Regions from separate parts of the Rattus norvegicus genome. Here region 1 is linked to region 2. A link is a contact called in public Hi-C data. All regions are on one chromosome and are shown on one strand. The core of a region is the stretch at or near the end of the contact, and the rest is flanking DNA. Distances in the headings are between cores, read along the strand shown.

The links. Hi-C and Micro-C count contacts between places; a contact is called where the count stands out from the background.
Region 1: a contact with region 2 is called in a Hi-C map of Schwann cells, with 3 times the contacts expected there. The contact joins two enhancer-like sites. A contact is called at or near these places in 6 of 12 Hi-C or Micro-C datasets (the Rat2 cell line, Schwann cells, frontal cortex and 3 more).

Annotation. Positions count from the first base shown.
Region 1 is chr9:48,949,719-48,953,026 of GRCr8, reverse strand. No RefSeq gene overlaps it. Among named protein-coding and RNA genes, the nearest start is that of Npas2, 8.2 kb to the left of the region's middle. Within about 2 kb of position 1,911, at least 1 of the 93 cell types and tissues checked has an H3K27ac peak or open chromatin away from gene starts, as enhancers often do. A contact at or near this core is called in Schwann cells, where this site is marked.
Region 2 is chr9:48,759,418-48,762,434 of GRCr8, reverse strand. No RefSeq gene overlaps it. Among named protein-coding and RNA genes, the nearest start is that of Pdcl3, 31 kb to the right of the region's middle. Within about 2 kb of position 1,339, at least 11 of the 93 cell types and tissues checked have an H3K27ac peak or open chromatin away from gene starts, as enhancers often do. A contact at or near this core is called in Schwann cells, where this site is marked.

The DNA of each region.
Region 1 (3,308 bases), core at 662-3,161, 190 kb before region 2:
TGACCGGAAGCATAGTTCTCAAAGCATGTTCCTTGAAATACCAGCAGCATCCCCTGGGCATTTGTTGCAAAGGTGAATTTATGAGCCTCATTGTCCCTGATTTGCCGTCTGGGGCAAACTATATCAATCAGCCTCCTTTTGTAGCTGGTTGTTCTGCTCTTGTGGTTTGAGCTGCTTGGGCAACTTGTGCATGGCCACAGTTAGTAGAGTCACATGCCTTTGTTGAGTTAACTTTTATAACTGCTTTCTGAGGGCAGTTTTTGTTTTGTTTTAGACAGAATCTTGCTATGTACTTTGGCTGGCCTGAAGCTCACTGTGCTTACCAGGCTGGCATCAAGGCAGAAAAGCACCTGTCTCTGCTTCCTGAGTGCTGGGATTCATGGTGCACGCCACCACACCTGTCCCCCTTTAAAAATGTTCCTACAGGGCAGGCATTAGATTGGAGGACCAGAGGGTTTCAGTTCCTTGTAGTCTGAGTATTCTGCTATTATGTTGGCTTAGGGGCACACAATCGGGAGATTGATGGTAATTTTAACATGTCACCTCGTCCAGTCCCCTCTTCCGAGTTCCAAATTCATTTTCTCCCCTCCTCTCTACATCTGGTACTCACCTCTTCATTGCTCACTCACACCTCCCTGTGGAAATGAAGTGTTCTAAGGCATTCTCCTGTATCTGACTTCTCCAGCAATCTGTCAGGACATTCGGCCAAGCAAGTATACATCAGAGCATTGATGGGGTCTTCAGGCTGTAATTTTCCCATAGCCTTAACAGCAGGGAAACGGGTCAGAGAGGGATCCCACGCAAGGATGGAGATGTAACTCAGTGGCCCAGCTCTCGCTGAGCATGGTGTATGGCTCTGGGCTTGATCCTGATTAGCAGGGAAGAGTGTTAAGGGGGTGATTGGCCACAGTGACGTCAATGATTACGTGAATCAGATTCAGTGGGTCCCACCTGAACTCACAGGAGCTGGTGGTCTAAAAGAAATCATCTGGGCTGTCAAGCCAAGAAATAGACATCTGTAACTGAAGTAATACAACGATATCAGTATAGCGTATGGGTGACTGGCAGGAGTAAAGCATCAAGGGATTACAGTGCAAGCCCAGACATAAATATTTATATAAATGTCTATATTATGTATAAATATTTATGTTATAGATCCTGGCTTTTCAATGAGAAAATTATTATTATTATTATTTCTTTTTAAAAGAGTAATGCTGGAACAAGTGTACATGAACACACAGAAGGCTGAAGTGGAGCCCTACCTCACACCATTTAACAAGTCAGCATGGATTGCACGCCCTCATGTAGACGATGAAAAATGTGAAAAAAAAATGCATCTCTAAGGCCTTGCCTTTGTCAAAGGACTTTTAGTTATAACGTTTCTCCCTCCCCTCAATCCCACAGACAACAACCACCACAAAGCTGGATCTCTTTAGGTATGAAGATTGTGGAAATACCATTGCAAAATGTAGCAAGACATGTAGCAGAATGGGAGAGACTGTTTTCAGCCAGTAGTAAACAATCACCCTTAGTCATAGAGTCCCCGGGGACCAGCAGATGCCGGGACCCCTGGACCGCGTACATCATCAAACCTTCCATTCACTCTAGGTTTTCCCAGATGTTCTTACGATAAAGCTTAAAGGTTATATTGAGTGCAATAAGAAACAAATAAAAGCTGATAATAAAATGGGTAGAATTAAAAGAATTACTATAAGACAAAGTTATCTCAAATTTAAGAGTTATTTATTTCTGGGAATTTTTATTTAATATTTTCCACTGGAACCAAAAGTACAGAAAGCAAAGCCATGTCTGGATAAGGGGGTTTTTGTATCTGGAACATAAAAGAACTCCCACAGCTAAAGAATAAAGGACAAATAATCCACTCAAAATGAGTGAAGGCCTGAATGGACTTTTCCCCCCAAAAGACGTACACTGGACCTGTAAACGAATAGTAAGTCATTTGATATCATGAGTCACTAAGGATATGCAAGCTAAAACCACAATGAAATTCCATTTCATATTCATTAGTTTGGCTATTGTGATAATTTTCTATCAAACACTTGAGAGGAACAGTTTAGAGGGAAGAAATGTTTGATTGGCTCCAGTTTCAAGGCTGCTTGGATCCATTGCTTTGGGCTTGAGGTAAGGCTGATTATCATGGTGGTAGGACCTTGTAATGGCTGTTCACCTCTGAACTCCCAGGAAGGAGAGAGGGAGAAAAGAGAGAGAGGCGCAGAGAGACAGAGACAGGGAGACAGAGGGACAGAGAAATAGAGACAGAAGCGGAGAGACAGAGAAATGAAGACAGAGACAGAGTGGCAGAGGCAGAGAGAGACAGGGAGGCAGAGACAGAGAGGCAGAGAGACATAGAGACAGAGAGAGACAAGGAGACAGAGGTGCAGAGACAGAAAGAGACAGGGAAACAGAGAGACAGAGACAGGCAGGGACAGGGAGACAGAGACAGAGAGGCAGAGAGACATAGAGACAGAGAGAGACAAGGAGACAGAGGGGCAGAGACAGAAAGAGACAGGGAAACAGAGAGACAGAGACAGGCAGGGACAGGGAGACAGAGACAGAGAGAGAGACAGAGACAGAAGGGCAGAGACATAGAGAGACAGGGAGACAGAGACAGAGAGAGAAGGAGAGGGACAGAGAGGGACAGAGAGGAGCAAGTTATGTTTCCATAGTATGTCCCAAGTGACCCACACCTACTTCCCCCAACTAAGTCTCATTTTCTCTACTTACTGCCACCTCCTGACAGACTCATTATCACCACCAAAGGGCTAACCCAGTGATGACATCACAGCCTCAGGATCCACTCACTCCTTCAATGCCTGGTTCCATCAGCCAGGGACCAAGTCTTCAATACATGAGCCTCTTGGAGAACACTCCATATCCAAACCACAACAGCTATAATTTAGAAAAGAAACAAAATGCAAATAACATTCACTGCTAGAAAATTCGAGAGCCAGAACCTTCGTAGGCTGCTGGTGTGGACGGAAGATGGCGCGGGCACCGTCTGAAAGCACTTGGGCAGTTCTCTCAGAAGACACACACAGAGTTGCCACAGAACATGTCGGTTCAGTGCGTAAGGATACACCCAGGAGAGGTGAAAGAGCGTGCGTATGCACGAATGCTCACAGCAGCATTCCTTATTAGAACTCCAACCCGGAAACCGCTCCTGTGTCATCTGAGTGGATAAGCACAACCATGGGATTACTTACACAATGGAATGTCATTTGGCCATAATAGGAGCAGTGTCCTGACACAGAGTACACCGTGAATGAACCACGAGACAAGTATTCCGG
Region 2 (3,017 bases), core at 90-2,589:
GCACGAAGCAGTGAAGGCTTTTTGCCAAAGTGTGTGTGTATGTGTGTGTGCATGTGAGTCCATGTATGTGTGTGCACATGTGCATGTGAGTCCATGTATGTGTGTGCACGTGTGCATGTGTGTGTGCATGTGTGTGTGCATGTGTGTGCATGTGTGTGTGCATGTGAGTCCATGTATGTGTGTGCACGTGTGCATGTGTGTGTGCATGTGTGTGTGCATGTGAGTCCATGTATGTGTGTGCACGTGTGCATGTGTGTGTGCATGTGAGTCCATGTATGTGTGTGCACGTGTGCATGAGTGTGTGCCTCTGTGTGTTTATGTATGTAGGGTCTCAAGCATGCACACTTATCACTGAGCTATGCATCTGCCCTGATGGATGTGTTTTGTGATGACGAAGACTCCAAGTTTGGCCAGGATAATTCTGAGGTTTATTGCTTATTCATGAGCTTGGGAGGCTTTTGAAGAAACAAACAAATTTAGTGTGTGACCACTGTTATTCAAAAACATAAAATCGGATTACCAAGATGCAAAACAGCAATGGTGACAGGCAGAGATTCTCGGCCCCAGGGTCTGTCATGGGCATGAGGAGAGGGTAGTGGAAAACTTTACTGCCAAGTGCCACGCAGAGGTTTTGGGTCAGGGAAGTCCTGCCTGGTCATTTGTTTCCACCTGTGACTCCTGCCTGAGGATGAACCAATCCTATTGGTGGAAGCCTGCGCATTGAGGCTCTGATCAGTGGAGACCCAAATGATGCAACTTCTGCTTGGCAGGGGCCTGGCTAATTACAGACTTTTATTGATGAATTTACATACGGTGCAGATTTTGATCAGTCGAGAGTTGGTAGAGCTCACCTGTTGGGAACTATCTCAAACCATCACGCTGCCTTTATGGGTACATCGTTTCCATATTTCACCAAAGAAGACAGACATACAGCCAAGGGTAGTGCTTGAATTCAAACACCCTCCTCATGTTCCTAAGCCCATGAGACAGAGATGGCTACAAGGCAGGTAACCTCAGAACAGGCATAATTTAATGGTCAGATAGAAGGCAAATATTCCAAGGAAAGAAAGCAAAGAACCGAAATAATTAAATTCGTTGCGAGAAACTGTTTGCCATTTGCTTGAGTCAATTCAGGTAATTTTGTGCTCTAAACTTCTGCTGCTAAAATCCCACAAGCAGCTTAACTTCTCCGAAGTAAATGTGGCCCAGCGCCTCTATGGCGACGCCGTGTTAAGTGTCATGACAGCCACGAAATCACTTCCCGGGGCGCTATGAAGGAGCACAGAGTGTTATTGTTCAGTAGATTAAGATTATGGTGACTAACGCGTTATGAGCAATGTGCGTGGGAGAGGATGGAGTGTATCCAAAGCTGTAAGAGAAAGGGTACAGGAAAAGCCGCTCGCGAGGCTGCTCCCCGCCCCCGGCTCCTGCCAAGCTCACTACCCACCATCTTCAAATAGGTTTCTTCTGGGGTGGAAATGCAAGGTGGATATGGGAGCAGTGGCCCAATGGATCACACCTGTGCGTGCGCGTGTTTGTGCGTGCGTGCGTGCATGCGTGCATATGTATGTACGTGTCTGCCTGACGGCTCCACCCACAGGTACCAGGCATTTGTGGAAGATGTTGCAGGACTGGCTCAATGGGCACATAGTAGGTGATACCAAGGGCAGACACCTGCAACTTGAGGAACCCCATACTGTTGTCTCGCTCTATCTCAGTGTTCCCGTCTCTAGAGCCCTTCTAGCTCCTCCCCCAGCCCGACTTGAGAGCCCTGTAATCTACTGATTGGTCCTCAGCATATAGGAAAACCTTTTTCCCCCAACGACTATGTTCCCAGAGTCAAATTTATTTTTGTAAAACTACTAAAATAATTGTGCTCGCATTTTTTTTTTTTTTGGTTCTTTTTTTCGGAGCTGGGGACCAAACCCAGGGCCTTGTGCTTCCTAGGTAAGCGCTCTACCACTGAGCTAAATCCCCAGCCCCTGTGCTCGCATATTTAATTACAGCACTGGGAAGGTGGGGACAGACACTTGAGATCATTCTTGCCAACATACTGAGTTCAAGGCTATCCTGGGATAAAGACCCTGGAGAGAGGGAGAAAAGGGGGCGGAAGTGGAAGGGTAGGGAGGAAAACAGAGAGAACATTAAATTGCCCAGTAGACCAACAACCAGAATTTTTAAATTATTGTTGTTATTATTATTATTATTATTATTATTATTATTATTATTATTATTATTATTATTAAGGATTTCATTCAGAAAGCTCCAAAATCCTACCAGCAAACAATATATTTAGGAAAATAAATAATATTTTTGTAAACATTCAAATTCAAATTCAAGACATTCAATTCAGTTTTTGTGCTGAACTTCAATGTAAAGAAGATAAATTAGAAAGACTAACAAGGCCTGGCTTGTTTTGTTTTGTTTTGTTGTTTTGTTTCCCCCCTCTTGTTTTAAGCCACTAGCTTTGGATTTATTCTGCTATTACAGGATATTTCAGACACACAAAAAAGTGGGCTGCGGTGGTTAGTCAGCCCCAGACAATGCAGGATCAGCTATGAAAGGAATCTCACAGAAGGAGGGGCTGTGTGAGATTGTTCTGTGTCTGAGGGAGAGTGTCTTGATTGTGTTGAAGAAACAAACCAAAAAACAAAGCAATATCTCAATAAAATAGGTAAAGAATGACCATTTTTTCAGTGCAGGGGACTGAGCTAAGGTTTCATGGAGTAAGAGTTCTAACACTGAGTCACAGCCTCAGGCCTGTGTTGTTGTTATTATTTGTCATCATTGTCGTCATCGTCATCTTGAGATAGAGTATCATTATGTTGTCCTTGAACATACTCTATATCCCAGACTGTCCCTGAATTTGAGATCCTCCTGCCTCAGTTTCGCAAATACCTAGGATGGCAGGCCTACATCACCAGGCTGGGTTAAGAACAAGCCACCTTTCAAAACATCTCCCTGACTCCCTGAGCCCCCTGACCTGCCTGACACCTCCCTCCATCACCTAACCCCTT